Regions from separate parts of the Mus musculus genome. Here region 2 is linked to region 1. Evidence: chromatin contacts called from public promoter capture Hi-C data. All regions are on one chromosome and are shown on one strand. The core of a region is the stretch at or near the end of the contact, and the rest is flanking DNA. Distances in the headings are between cores, read along the strand shown.

Region 1 (6,306 bases), core at 2,720-5,219:
GACTCAGGGACACGATCACAATGGCTCTTTACATTCGACAGTATAACTACATTTACGCAAGCACACATCATAGGAAGATCCGTTTCGCCACCACGCAGGGATTCTGAGCTGCTGCTAAATCATTCTTTCTTATATGAAATACATGTCTTATATGAAAGATGGAATCAAGACAAGAACTAACTGCATGTGGTGATCAGCAACTGGAATCTCAGCGTTCAGGAGGTGGGGGATGGGGATCAGCAACTGGAGGTCATGCCAGATGGCGAGCTCAAGGGTCACTTGCTCTCGATAAGATTTGGCTCAAAACCAAAACAAAACGAAAAACAAAACCAAAGCAAGTAAATTTACATATTATTTATTTATGTTAAGAAAAAGATTGTTGGTTAAATTTCATTTTGTCATAAATTTTAGAGATAGAAGAAAATAGATAGAACTCAATGATACATTTAAAAATTTAGATGTTCAAATCTGTTATTTTTGAGATTATTTTTATTATATTTTAATATACATATTTTTTTTTAAAATGTGGGTTTGTGCACTTGAGTACAGGTGCCCTTGGAGTCTGGGAAGAAGACATTGGATCACCTAGAGCCGGATTTAGAGATGGTTCTAAGATGTCCAACATGGGTGCTGAAAACAGAGATATCTCTGGTCTTCTGCTAGGGCAGTCATCTCTCTTAGTGGCTGAGCCATCTCTCTAGTCCATCAGATCTGGTTTTGGAAACTCATATAAGCTGTGGGGATCAGATAGAATGACACAGAAGACTAAGTCATTTGTGCTGTCCTCAATATTTAGGACATCCTTTGTGTTATAGTTTACATTGTACACAGTGCAAATATTTATTATCATTACAACAGAGGCGGGGGCTAATTGACTTGCAGAGTTCATTTTCTTGTCAATAAATTTGTATTTAGTTTTAGAAATTTGTGACCTTTCTAGAATAAAATAATTGTCTATGAAATTGAAAGACACAAAGTAAAGGTACCGTGCCCCCTATGTTGTGCACCCCTTTTTATCTAATGAACTTACTAAGCAGATTCTCTTTCTGTGTTGACGTAAATGCTGTGTGCCTGGCACAGTCATAGGCTGATGCTGAAACTCCTTCCAGCGCTGGTTTGCTCTTTTTGATGGAGATTCACCTTTCTAAGCACCTCATCTTCATACTTATGTGAACAGAGAGCAGACAGCTGTTTCCCTACAAGCACCACACTTGGACCCACAGACATGCAAATTAGCTGACACACACTTAGTGCAGTTGCATTTTTATTACATTTACTCACTTCCTAACAAGCCTCCTTGACAGTAGCTGAAGCAAGACCCTCTAAATGTAGCTCTAAATGCGCACTTTAAAAAAAATGAGATTAAAAAAAGACACCTGGAAAGAAACAAACCAGAGTAAGATTTCCTTAGTTCTTAACTTCGAGGCTACCGTGAAAACATTCTTCCAAAATAAATAAAATAGTTTGAAGCTTCAAATCTGTGAAATTTGTCATGATAATCAGCATATGACTTACCTCTGTGTCCCAGGCCGCAGCCAGAGGTCCAGAAGTGCTGGCCCCTAACCAAGCAGCTATTGACAGTTGATGGCTTCTGAAGGAAAAAGAGTTTTCTTTAAGGATATGATGATTCCTGGTAGGTCAGACATACCCCAGGACACGGCTACACAGATAAGAGTATACGGGCAATACAGGTTTTCAGTTCACTTAAAAAACAGGTCTTGAGGTTGGAAAGGAGTAGGGTGTTAGAGGGTGGATCTGGGAGGAGTTAGGGGGTGGTATGTGGGCAAATGTGTTATTAAAATTCATTGTATACATATATGAAATTCCCAAAGAATTATAGATTACATTTTAACAAAGAAAAGTAGACATTCCCTTCCCCTGAAATTGTCAGCCGGGTCACTGTAAGGAGCTAATGACTTTGTTTTGTGTTTCAAGTTGTCATCAGACACAACAAGTCATTGCTTTTCAAATTTCCTCCTAAAAACACTCTTCCCTTTCCACCCTTGACAATGCTGTATTTTAGAAGGAAAGATGCCCCAAAAGACAAGGGCTTTCTTGAAAAGTCTGATACCTAAGCAAGGAAAACGGGGTCCTTGAGGGTGCTGAGGGTGATTGTGTCAGGTTGTGTACCAAGCACTGTCTATGGGGTAAAAACAAGCACTCATGCTTATATAAATATGGTATTTAACAAATGTTTAGGATGCATGTGTGTGTGTGTGTATGTATGTGTATATGTATGTGTGTGTATATATATATACATATATATATATCATAGATTACCCTCTTTATAGTTAAGCATGTACTAAAATTACATGCTTAAAATTATAATTACAAATCTTATTGTTATTAATATTATAATTTAGAAATTTTTTTATTTCTGGATTTCCAACCTCCAGTGGGATAGATTATGAGTTATAATTATATATAATTTTACTAAGTCTGAGACAGGAAGATCATTGCAAGTTCAAACCCAGTCTGGGCTATTCAGTGGGTTACAAGTTAGACTGGACTAGGTTGAAAACCTGTCCCAGAACAAAAGGGAGAGAGGGAAGAAGAAAGAGTAATAGATTTTTCTCCCTAACTCAGTGCAATTAAATGCATCTCTGAGAATAGCAAACAGATTCTGGAGTGACCCATTGGAGAGACAGGGAACATATCTTCAGTCCTGTGGACAATAGAAGCCACATACTTAAAATTCCAATTTAATTGTAGTCTTAATTAACCGGAATTTGAAATTTCACGAACGTTTTCTTTTTTTCCTTATTCTGAGACAGTGCTTTGTGTAGCCCAGGCTGGTTTCCAACTAGTCACGTAGCTATGGACAACCTTAAACCCAGGTCCTCAGGTACCAGCCTCCCTCTTAGGTGCTGGGATTCCAGGCATGTGATGTCATAATCAGTTTGCAGAGTTTAAAATTTCAAAGCTAGTTATCAGAGTAAAGTAATAGACTAACTAACCAGCATTCCTGGTTAGAACTAACCAGGTATAGTCATAGAAAATAGCCACCATTCCAGAGATTATTCTTTTCTTGCCAGGATCTAATGACTCCAGGGCTCTTCTCAGCTTCTGCCCCAGAGAAATAGCCTGGCAGCCGTATAAGCCAGTCACAAGCTTTCCTGATCTGAGTCCATCTGGTCTTATGCAAAAACCACCTCTGTTTCCTGGAATGGTGTAGTCCTGTTATTTTTTTCCCTATGTAATACCCCCCAATAAGATTTTAAGATGAGTTCCTCACAAAATTATGACTATTATATTAAATAAACAGGAATATCATTAAAACCTAAAGAAAGGGGCAGAAGTAATTTCAGTACCAGTCATTTCTTCTTAGTGAATGCTTTATCTAAACGGTCGTTGAACTCTCCTCCTCTCAAATCGAGCTCACTTAAAACTCTAATGTTGGATTTGCTCCCATACCAGGTAGATGCAGTCACTGCCAGCACCAGGCTGGGCTTCCTGCATTTACCCATCACTTCACAGACCACCTCACATCATCCTCACAGCCTTCACACCTCCAATCCCAAAGTCTCTCTCTGTGCTACAGCCGAACACCTTGGGAATTCTTTTGATCTGCATCTGTCTAATAATCTCATCTCCATGCGCAGAAAGCACTGGAAGTTTGCTGTCCGTCCTCCAGGTTAAGGTTGTCCGCTCTTCAAAGAAATTTAAGATCATCAAAGCCTCTTGGAGAGCAAAGCGCTCCACTGGTTTGAGTAAAACTGACATCACAATAGTTCACCAAAGAGCTGTGGGTCCTCCCACAGCAGTGTGCGCGTGATGAGCTCCGGGACCCCCTCAAGCCCCAGGGTTCCTTCCACACAGCTGCTGGAGGAATAACAGCCACCAACATCCCACAACATCAAGGCAACAGCAGCGCTGAAATGGAATGTACAGTTAAATAAAACCCAAACTCCAGATCCCTTCTCTGAAAGGGCCTAATTTCTTTCCCCTCTTGGAGTGGCTTTGAAACAGGGCTCGTTCTACAGGCAAGAAGAGTCTTTGTTCACTGATTGCTTGTGATGTAATTAGCTGATGGTCAGGCTCCTGCATATTTTGTGTGAACAGGACAACAATGTGTGTGTGTGTGTGTGTGTGTGTGTGTGTGTGTGTAAGAGGCTTAGCCAATCTGGAAATCTTTTGAATTTTAAGACACAATTAGTCTGAGTCATTACAATAGCAGCAGGAGAAAGCAGCAAGGCCAGCCACTTCGTTGTGAGTCAGGAATTTTTACCTCAGGAAATGAGAATGCTGCTCTTCTCTTCTCACTTGTAGCAGTGGGAAAAAGAGTCTGAATTGAGTGATTTTAGACCCAGAAAGCTGCTGTTTAGAATTCCCAGCTCTCCTTAAGCCAGGGTCTACAAGCTGAATGTTGGTTTCCAAGAGATTTTTAGTTGACTTTTTTTTTTTTCCTCTGTGACTTTGGATGTTATTTTGATGACAGATTATCAAAACACTAAAATCTATGTTAGAAACATCACTAGCAATGAGGAAAAATAAAAGGGGGAAATAGACCTTGGTCATGACTGTTAAACAGAGAGAATATTGAAAACCTCTTTTTTTTTTTTTTTTTTTTTGGAAGAAAACAAAAGGCCAAGCTGCATATGTTTACTAAGTTTGCTATGACATTAGAGTGACTTTTGAATTTCATGTTGACAGGAACTAAGCTGTTCAGTTACTGCCATCTTATGTCTCAGACTTCTCCGTGCATGGCCTCTGGTTTGTGCCTCTCAGATTTCTAGAGACCCAGAAGAGAGCTTTGAATATCTTGTGAGTTCATCCACAATGATTCCCCTCTCTCTCTCTCCCCCCACCCCCCCCACCCTGAGTGTGTGTGTGTGTGTGTGTGTGTGTGTGTGTGTGTAGGACAGTGGGTTTGATTAAGGAGAAGCACCCTCCCTGGCTTTCCCAGATCACATCCATCACGTTGATCAGCCCCCGAAAGGCAACATATTGTCTGGGACCGGGCCAAGGAGGGATATCAATTTCACAATTGCACTTACGTCGTTCAGCCAGGAACCGGTTTATTTTTGGCTAGTGCAGTCTGAGACCCACTTTGGAAGCTTCATTCACAGGTTCTCGCTTTCTGCCAGCTTCTTGGGAACTTTCTCTTTAGTCAAACAGAGGCGTCTCTTTGCAAAGCAAATTCGCCCCCTGTGTGCCAGTCTGGAACCAGACATCTTCCATAAGTCATGTTTTATATTTTAAGAGTTCTGAGAGTTTTTCCTCTTCTATTATTAATTCTTTTACAAAGAGAGATTTTTATCAAGGAAAAGGGATTCCTTTCAAACATAGATCTAAGAAAAAGCCATGGTGGGTAGCAATATTATTTGAGGAAAGTTTTTTAAAAGCAACAATTGTATCAAGAATTTGTGACATCAGCTAATAGCAACGACAGTGATAAAATATCATTTATGCTGTTAAGAAGCCAGCCCTATTGAGGCGCATGGCTTTTGCTGTCTGGCATCTAAGTGTCTAAATGTCTTTTTAAATGATTTTTTAATATTGTATGTTGAGAAGTAACAGAGTTACATATTGTGGTTCAGGTCCTTGTCAACATTTAACACAGATGGTTCACAGCACTCTGACCATGGTCACTACTTGTATGTTTTCCCCTTTAAAACACATAGCCCGTTAATTCATTTACTGTGCTAGTTTTTCTTACTGGACAATTTCTCACCCTTTGTAGTCACTGCTCTTGCCTGGAATTTTGCCTGATCAGGAAAAGTATGCTCACAAGGGAGAAAATTATGTGGATTATTAAAGCAACTATTTGAGGGAGGGAGGGAAGAAGGGAGGGAGGGAGGGAGAGAAAGAGAGAGAGAGATCTTTGGAATATCTCGAGTTTTAGTGAATTGTCACAAGTAACTCAAGTTTAGTGTGTCATTTGTGTTTTGTGAATTATATAACAAATTACAGAAATAAATTAAGTAACTTCCTAAAATATGCACCTGTTTCGTTCTAATAGTCGAAAAAATTTTAGTGTTAAACTTCAAATGCCAAATAATACTTTTTTTCTCAGAGTTACATTCTGATAGATAAGTGCTTAGTGGTGGCACTGATAGTAAATACGATTAAGTAACTATTTATTAAACAAATATTTGTGAGGCATATGTATCAGGCTTAATGGTGAGTGTGATACTATTCTTTCGGCTTTAAAATATCCTCCCGGGGTAGATTTAGTACTAGCTGCAAGCATGAAACGGAGCATTCTGTTTAAATCATCTTCCTCAGAGAGCCTAGGTCTCCCTCAGCCGGCGCCCAGGTTTGCTCATTTGAGCGAGGTTCCTTTTGCGTTGTTGGAATGAGGGG
Region 2 (6,306 bases), core at 2,029-4,528, 290 kb before region 1:
TGCTTTCAAAATGTAAATTAGTTTTTTAATGCCTAGATGAAATGTAGTCAGAATATAAATCAAACAAGATCAAAAAAAAAAAATTTTAAAAGTAAATCATCCTGTCAACAAGTTTTGGCAGGGTAAACGATGTCTTGATTATACATGATAACTACACAGCAAATATTTACTGAATATATATCCTGAATTCCTAGGTTAGGACCATGAAAACAGCTAAGATTTAAATGTAAGTCCCTAGCATATGTATAACCAGATGACAAGAACATGTAGGACATGCAAACCAAAGAGAGAATGTGATATTACTGAAATCTTCAGAAAATAAGGATTTTAACTTTTCTGCTATGTGAATAAGACAGACTAATAGTTTACATAAAGATGAAAATGAAAGCAAATTAGCAAAGCTTAAAAGTCTCCAGCTTGACACACGACGGATGCTAAGAAGCTCCCCACAAGTATTTGCGCCAAATTATACTGTCTACTGCTTTGATCTTTAACTGAAGGAATATGTAGAATCAAGCAAAGCTAACAGTATAGGAGACTGAGTTCCAGACCCTAACCAATCAGAAAACAAACAAACCCCAGCTACTCAAGACAAGCAGTTTTTATTATTCCAGATGTAAAAAAAAAAAAAAATCAAGAATGAAATTGCAGAGGCAAAGGTCCAGATCGCATTTCAATGGCTTTTTATTGTTGTTAAAACAAAACACAGTTAAAAATGGGGGGGGGCTATCTAGGAAATTACAGGCTAGTCTACAAATCTGGGTGTCTGTTTTCTAATTCATAGATGTCTAGAGATACAACCTTAGTCAGACAGAACTTGAGTACATTAGGGCGATGGGGAATTTAAGTACACTAGGATCATACTGCAGATCGCTTAGAGTAGTTATTTAAATTATCTTCGCCTCTGCTGTCACCTTATCTAGGCCATAAAAAATGTATGGTGCCAATCACTGAGGATTTACATAAGATGGCATACACAGATAGAACCAAGGCCAGTTAACTACTTAGTGGTAGCAACAGCCAATAGCATGGGGATTTCACAACCTGGATAAAAGAATCGTGAAAGGCATTTCAAAGAATGAAACAAAAAAACTGTATTAAGAAATATCAAAGCCTGGGCAAGGCAGCACGTGCCTGTAGTTCCTGTACTGGGGAGGCTGAGACAGGACAACTTCTAGGAGGAAATCAGCCTGGGCTATAGAGCAAAATTCAGCCTCAGAAAGGGAAAGAGAGCCAAGAGGAAAGGGAGATTGCTGGTGAAGAAGGGAAGGCAGGAGGGGAAGACAACAGTGGACTGGCATGCACACTAACTAGAAAAGAAAGGTCCTGGTTTTGTGTAACACGCTTCTTCGGACAGTTAAGACTCATTTTAAGGTGGCCAGTGGTGGCACACACCTTTGATCCCAGCACTTGGGAGGCTGAGGCAGGCAGATTTCTGAGTTCAAGGGCAGCTTGTTCTACAGAATGAGTTCCAGGACAGCCAGAGCTACACAGAGAAACCCTGTCTCAAAAAAAACCAAAGAGAGAGAGAGAGAGAGAGAGAGAGAGACTGACTCATTTTAAGACTTTCTTTCAAAAGCACCAGCTGATAGGTGCTAATGATATTCTGGTCTCACTCATTACAAAAGATGAGTTGTTTAGCAAGTAAAAACACTACTGCAAGTAACTCCAGTTTAGAGTAATAGCGCGTCAAGTAATAGCCAGTAATACACAGCGCTATCTATGCATGATAGGAGACAGAAAGCACAATGAAGAATAAATGGGGTCACCGGTTGGTTTGTGTGTTTATGTCAACTAGCACACAAATGACTTCCTTTCTATTAGGACCAGACCAATCTACTGAACACTTCCGTTCCTTACCAGGCTCTGAACATTGAAGCATTAAGTACACTTTAGAGGAAACACCAGGATGTAGGGAAGTTCCTTTATCTTGTTTTCTGTGGTGGTTCCTACCACATGTACAACTGCCAAAGCTAAGAAAAACTAGTGCATTGTGACCTGCGTCTCTTGTTCCAAGCTGAGTGCAACAATTACAATTGCTCATTTAAAAAGCTTCTCCTGGGCTGGTGAGATGGCTCAGTGGGTTAGAGCACCCGACTGCTCTTCCGAAGGTCCAGAGTTCAAATCCCAGCAACCACATGGTGGCTCACAACCATCCGTAACAAGATCTGACTCCCTCTTCTGGTATCCCTGAAGACAGCTACAATGTACTTACATATAATAAATAAATAAATCTTTAAAAAAATAAAAATAAAAATAAAAAAAAAAAATAAAAAGCTTCTCCTAGTATTCTAACTGAAAATCGTGAGAACTTAAAAGCTACAAGAAAAACAACACTGGTTAGAAATGGTCTCTAGAGAGGAACCAAATAAGCCATCTGACCTAAGATATTCTTTTAACTTTTCAGTTATCGGTGATGCTAAACAATCAGACATCACAGCCCACTGGCAGGAACTTTAAAAATCACAGTTCTTGACTTACTGGTCAGATTTTTATGTTTCAAGATGGACCGCAAGACATCTACTTTCTTGTTACACTAACGTTTCTCTGAAAAGCGTTGGAACAAACGGGGGGTGGGGGTGGGGGTGGAGGTTGGGCGACCAGGGTTTTCAACTAGAAAATCCAAAACTGAGCTATCATCTCTGGTACTCAGGGGCACAGGACAACTTTGCCTCTTAAATTTTCTGTACCTGCGAGTCTCCTACAGCAGGGATGTCATTAAAGATCAAGTGTGATTTGCGAAAGCAGTTTGGAAACTTACAGCAGTGGACCAGGGTACCCTAAAGACAAATTCCAACCTGGGGCTACTGGAAAACGCCCCTTTCCCATAAACTAGGACAGAGCCTCCAGGGCGGTGGAAAACTTCTAGGCTTTACACGAACCGAGCTGCGCAGGGAGTACAAGAGCCTGGTGTCTCTGCTACTAAGAAACTTCTGGGACTGGGAATTTCTGTGATCTTGTCAACCACGGAATCTAGTACAATGTGGCCGGTTTGGCAGGGACAACGGGAACGCGGCCTGAAGAAACTTGGTGCACGGCCGTCTCTGACCCGGAGCCCCGCGAGCTGCTCGCCGGCTCGCTCGCCCCGTTCCCAACCGCCCGCCGGGCTCACCAGCTCTTCCCGGCGGCGGTTCCGATCGCTGGGCGCCCGTCGGCCCCAAACATCAACGACACCCGGGAGCGCGGCCTCGAGGCTCAGGCCCGAGGACCGACTCCAACTCCCGCAGCCCCGGCCAATTCCACACAGGACTTCAGCATTTTGAGAGCAACTTCCGGAAGCCGGCTGGAGGCGGAAACCGGAAACCGGAAGCGACCATTCGCTCACCTTAGCCTACCCTGACCCTTCCCATCAGCAGCTCGAAATTCCAGGAGAAAGGGGCGAGTCGACTCAAGTCTGGTCTCACGTGTACAAATCCGATTTCTCTGTCCAGTTGCTTGAAACTGAAACAGAGTGAAAGGAAAGGCCGATAAGTCGGAAGTGACCTTGGTTCAGCCCAGTTGCCATGGAGACTAATAGTAACAATTTTGGTGAACTCCAGGAGTTGAAGGACATGGCTACTTTAGCCAAGCTGCTGGCGCGGGCACCCTTTCTAGAAAGTCAGTACTACTTTAGGAACCGGTGAGTAGTGAAGAGAGGGGTCTCAGAAGATGTTTACTGTTAACAAATTACTTAATTCAGGAAATAATTCTAAATTCTTCTTCTCCCCATGGGGATTCAAACATGATCAGAAGTTTATATATATATATATATATAATCAATCACAAGTGGATTATATATACATTGACAAGTCATTAATAAGTTAATATTCTCTAAGGAAGATCCCAGAATAGAGAATTATTAAGGGCCGCCCTAAATGAAGTAAACCCCGACTGGGGAAACAGGCAGGAGGATGACTGTGAGTCCAGTCCAGCCTGGGCAACACAGAAAATTCAAGGCTGCCCTGGGCAACATTTGGGAGTCTTCCTCAAAATACTGTTTTGTTTTGTGGGGCTTTTTTTTTTTCGACATTTTAAAATAATCACTGAGAAATTTGGTTTGGTGAAACCTATTTTATACAATGTAGGTCTAGTGGCCTAATTAACGTTAACCAGGCTTACCCAGGTAGTTCCATGAATTCAGAATATCAATGTCCAAATGGGAATTTGAGCTTCACTTAATCTCACAAACATCACAGAATTCAATTCATCTGTGATTCATTTGTCCAAGTGAAGTTTCTATACCATTGTGACAAGATAATTGGTACAGTAAATGGGCAAGAGCTAAGGCAGCATTCTCACCCCCCACACCTAAACTTCCTCTCCATGAAAAGGGGACATTGAAACTAGAAGCAATGGCCCAGTGGTTTTCAAAACTTAGAAGGAATCACAAAAAGTACATTACAAAAAGTGTGATAAATTATAGCAGACCAGCAGTGACCAAGTCAGTGTGAGAAAGTCCTGATAAGCTATTCTTATCCTAACATACATCTCAACTATAGTTTTGCTATTTCATCGTGAACCTCTAGCAACTACAGTGATAATTCAATCTTGTAACTTTTGTGAGAAACTATGGATTTTCTTGCTAGAAGTAGGCCAATGTTGCTTTTTTTCTTGCCTCTTAGTTTAACCATTATTTCAGCCTGTACTGTCTTGCTTCCTGAAATGGAATAGCTACAACAGTTATTTAGTGAATAATCACATTACCGAAGCTTCCAATTAATCATCTTTAAATAAGCATAGCCATTGCGCAATGGAATTCTTATACTTAACATTCAGAGATCATATAGTATTCATTTAGAGTTATGTGGCAGGCTCCTGCTTGTTCATGACCTCAGTGTGCAGTGGGGACAAGTTGACTCCTTCATGCTATTGTGGAGCAGACATTGAGAACGGAATTGTGATGCGCTCGCTCTAAGTCAAAACTGAGCTGCTGGTTTCCCTTCTGCTAGCTGGCATCCAGAGGGCCCGAATGTGTTAGGTGGGCTGTTAAAGGAAATAGGTCACTCAGGGATCACACTCAGCTATAGAGCCTGTGTATTTAAATACTGCACTACCTGGGAAGAAGTGTCCCGAGCAGCAGTAGTGGTATAGATATTCTGATCTATAGTGCTACCCACAACAGGACTGATGGCTGCTGGGGTGTGGTCCTCCGCATCAGCCTTCAGTGTAATCCCTTTACACTGTTCTGAATGTGGCCCCATTATCTCCATCACTGGAAAAATTTGTTTCTGACTCATAACAGTTCCTAGAGTGATCTTAATTTAGTAAGTTGATGTGCCTTCAATTTGAACAATCATTGAAGTTCTAATAACATAAATTAATAGCAACTCACTTGTTAATTTGTTTCTTTGACTCTTAACTGTTTCTTGAATTTACTATTAAACCTTTACTTAATTTTATTTTAAAAATTCCTGAATTTTCTTTTATACTTTTACTTAATTTTGATGAAAAAATAATTTTCCCCTAGTAGACAGTGATGTTTTGTATAGAGGTAGAGACGCAGTTCAAATACTTTGTGTTACTTTAACTTTAGTGATAAACTCTTACATGTTTGCTCTAAACTGAACGCTCTAACTGTAAGCTTCATCATCTGTAAATGAAAAACGACAAAGCCTAGAGGTTTATTGGGAAGGGTAAATGATCAGGGTAACAACATTCAGTTGCATAATTATGACAAGAATTCACAGAAAAGTGAAGGATAAAGTACGTACCATCAAACCAGTACATTTTTAAAAGGTGGTTAGTAACTTCACTATATACTGCTGGTTATTGCTTTTCTTTGTAAATTTTAAATTTTCATTTATAAATTTGTCAAAAATCGTTATTGATTCATTTATAGTCTAGATACATATTTATGAAATACATGATTATAAATGTTCAACCCAACCATTTATATAGTTTAATGAGGTGCCTATGTAAAATTTATTCAGATAAAATGATTCAATATTTGCTCTAAACATTATCTTTTGAAAGTTGCTTTTTAGTAATTAATAACAAGGAATATATTTCTAAAGCTAAGTCAGTATCAGACATATTTATAACATAAAAGAGATGGCTCAGTTTCAAAAGCAAATTAATCCTATCTATTCCTGGTGTCCTAAAAGAGAAATTTCAACTTGCCTATCTCTACTCTGCTAGTTCTTGAGGAAAAAAAAACCAAAAACTAAAACTGTAATTTTCACAGGATATGAAAAGGATACCCAGATGTCTTAGTTAAGGTTTTATTGCTATGAACAGACAGCATGACCAAGGTAACTCTTACAAAGGACAGCATTTAATTGCAGCTGGCTTACAAGTTCAGAGGTTTAGTCCATTATCATCAAGGCA

Evidence for each region. Promoter capture Hi-C pulls out the DNA fragments that hold promoters and counts their contacts.
Region 2: a promoter capture Hi-C map of trophoblast stem cells shows a contact between it and region 1, with 3 times the contacts expected there. The contact joins the promoter of Gpatch2 here to the promoter of 1700023G09Rik in region 1. A contact is called at or near these places in 4 of 39 promoter capture datasets (cranial neural crest, hippocampal neurons, liver and 1 more).

The regions. Positions count from the first base shown.
Region 1 is chr1:186,924,281-186,930,586 of GRCm38.p6, reverse strand. 1700023G09Rik (a long non-coding RNA gene) reads right to left here and starts at 3,969. Exons shown (of 4, transcript XR_865834.3): 1 at 3,510-3,969; 2 at 1,516-1,591; 3 at 1,031-1,164; 4 at 340-734. The region is part of intron 1 of Gm39732 (a long non-coding RNA gene); the gene reads left to right.
Region 2 is chr1:187,212,483-187,218,788 of GRCm38.p6, reverse strand. It overlaps Gpatch2 (G patch domain containing 2), which reads right to left and starts at 3,278. Exons shown (of 10, transcript NM_026367.4): 1 at 3,113-3,278. The coding sequence starts at 3,165. Spata17 (spermatogenesis associated 17) reads left to right here and starts at 3,343. Exons shown (of 10, transcript NM_028848.3): 1 at 3,343-3,619. The coding sequence starts at 3,504.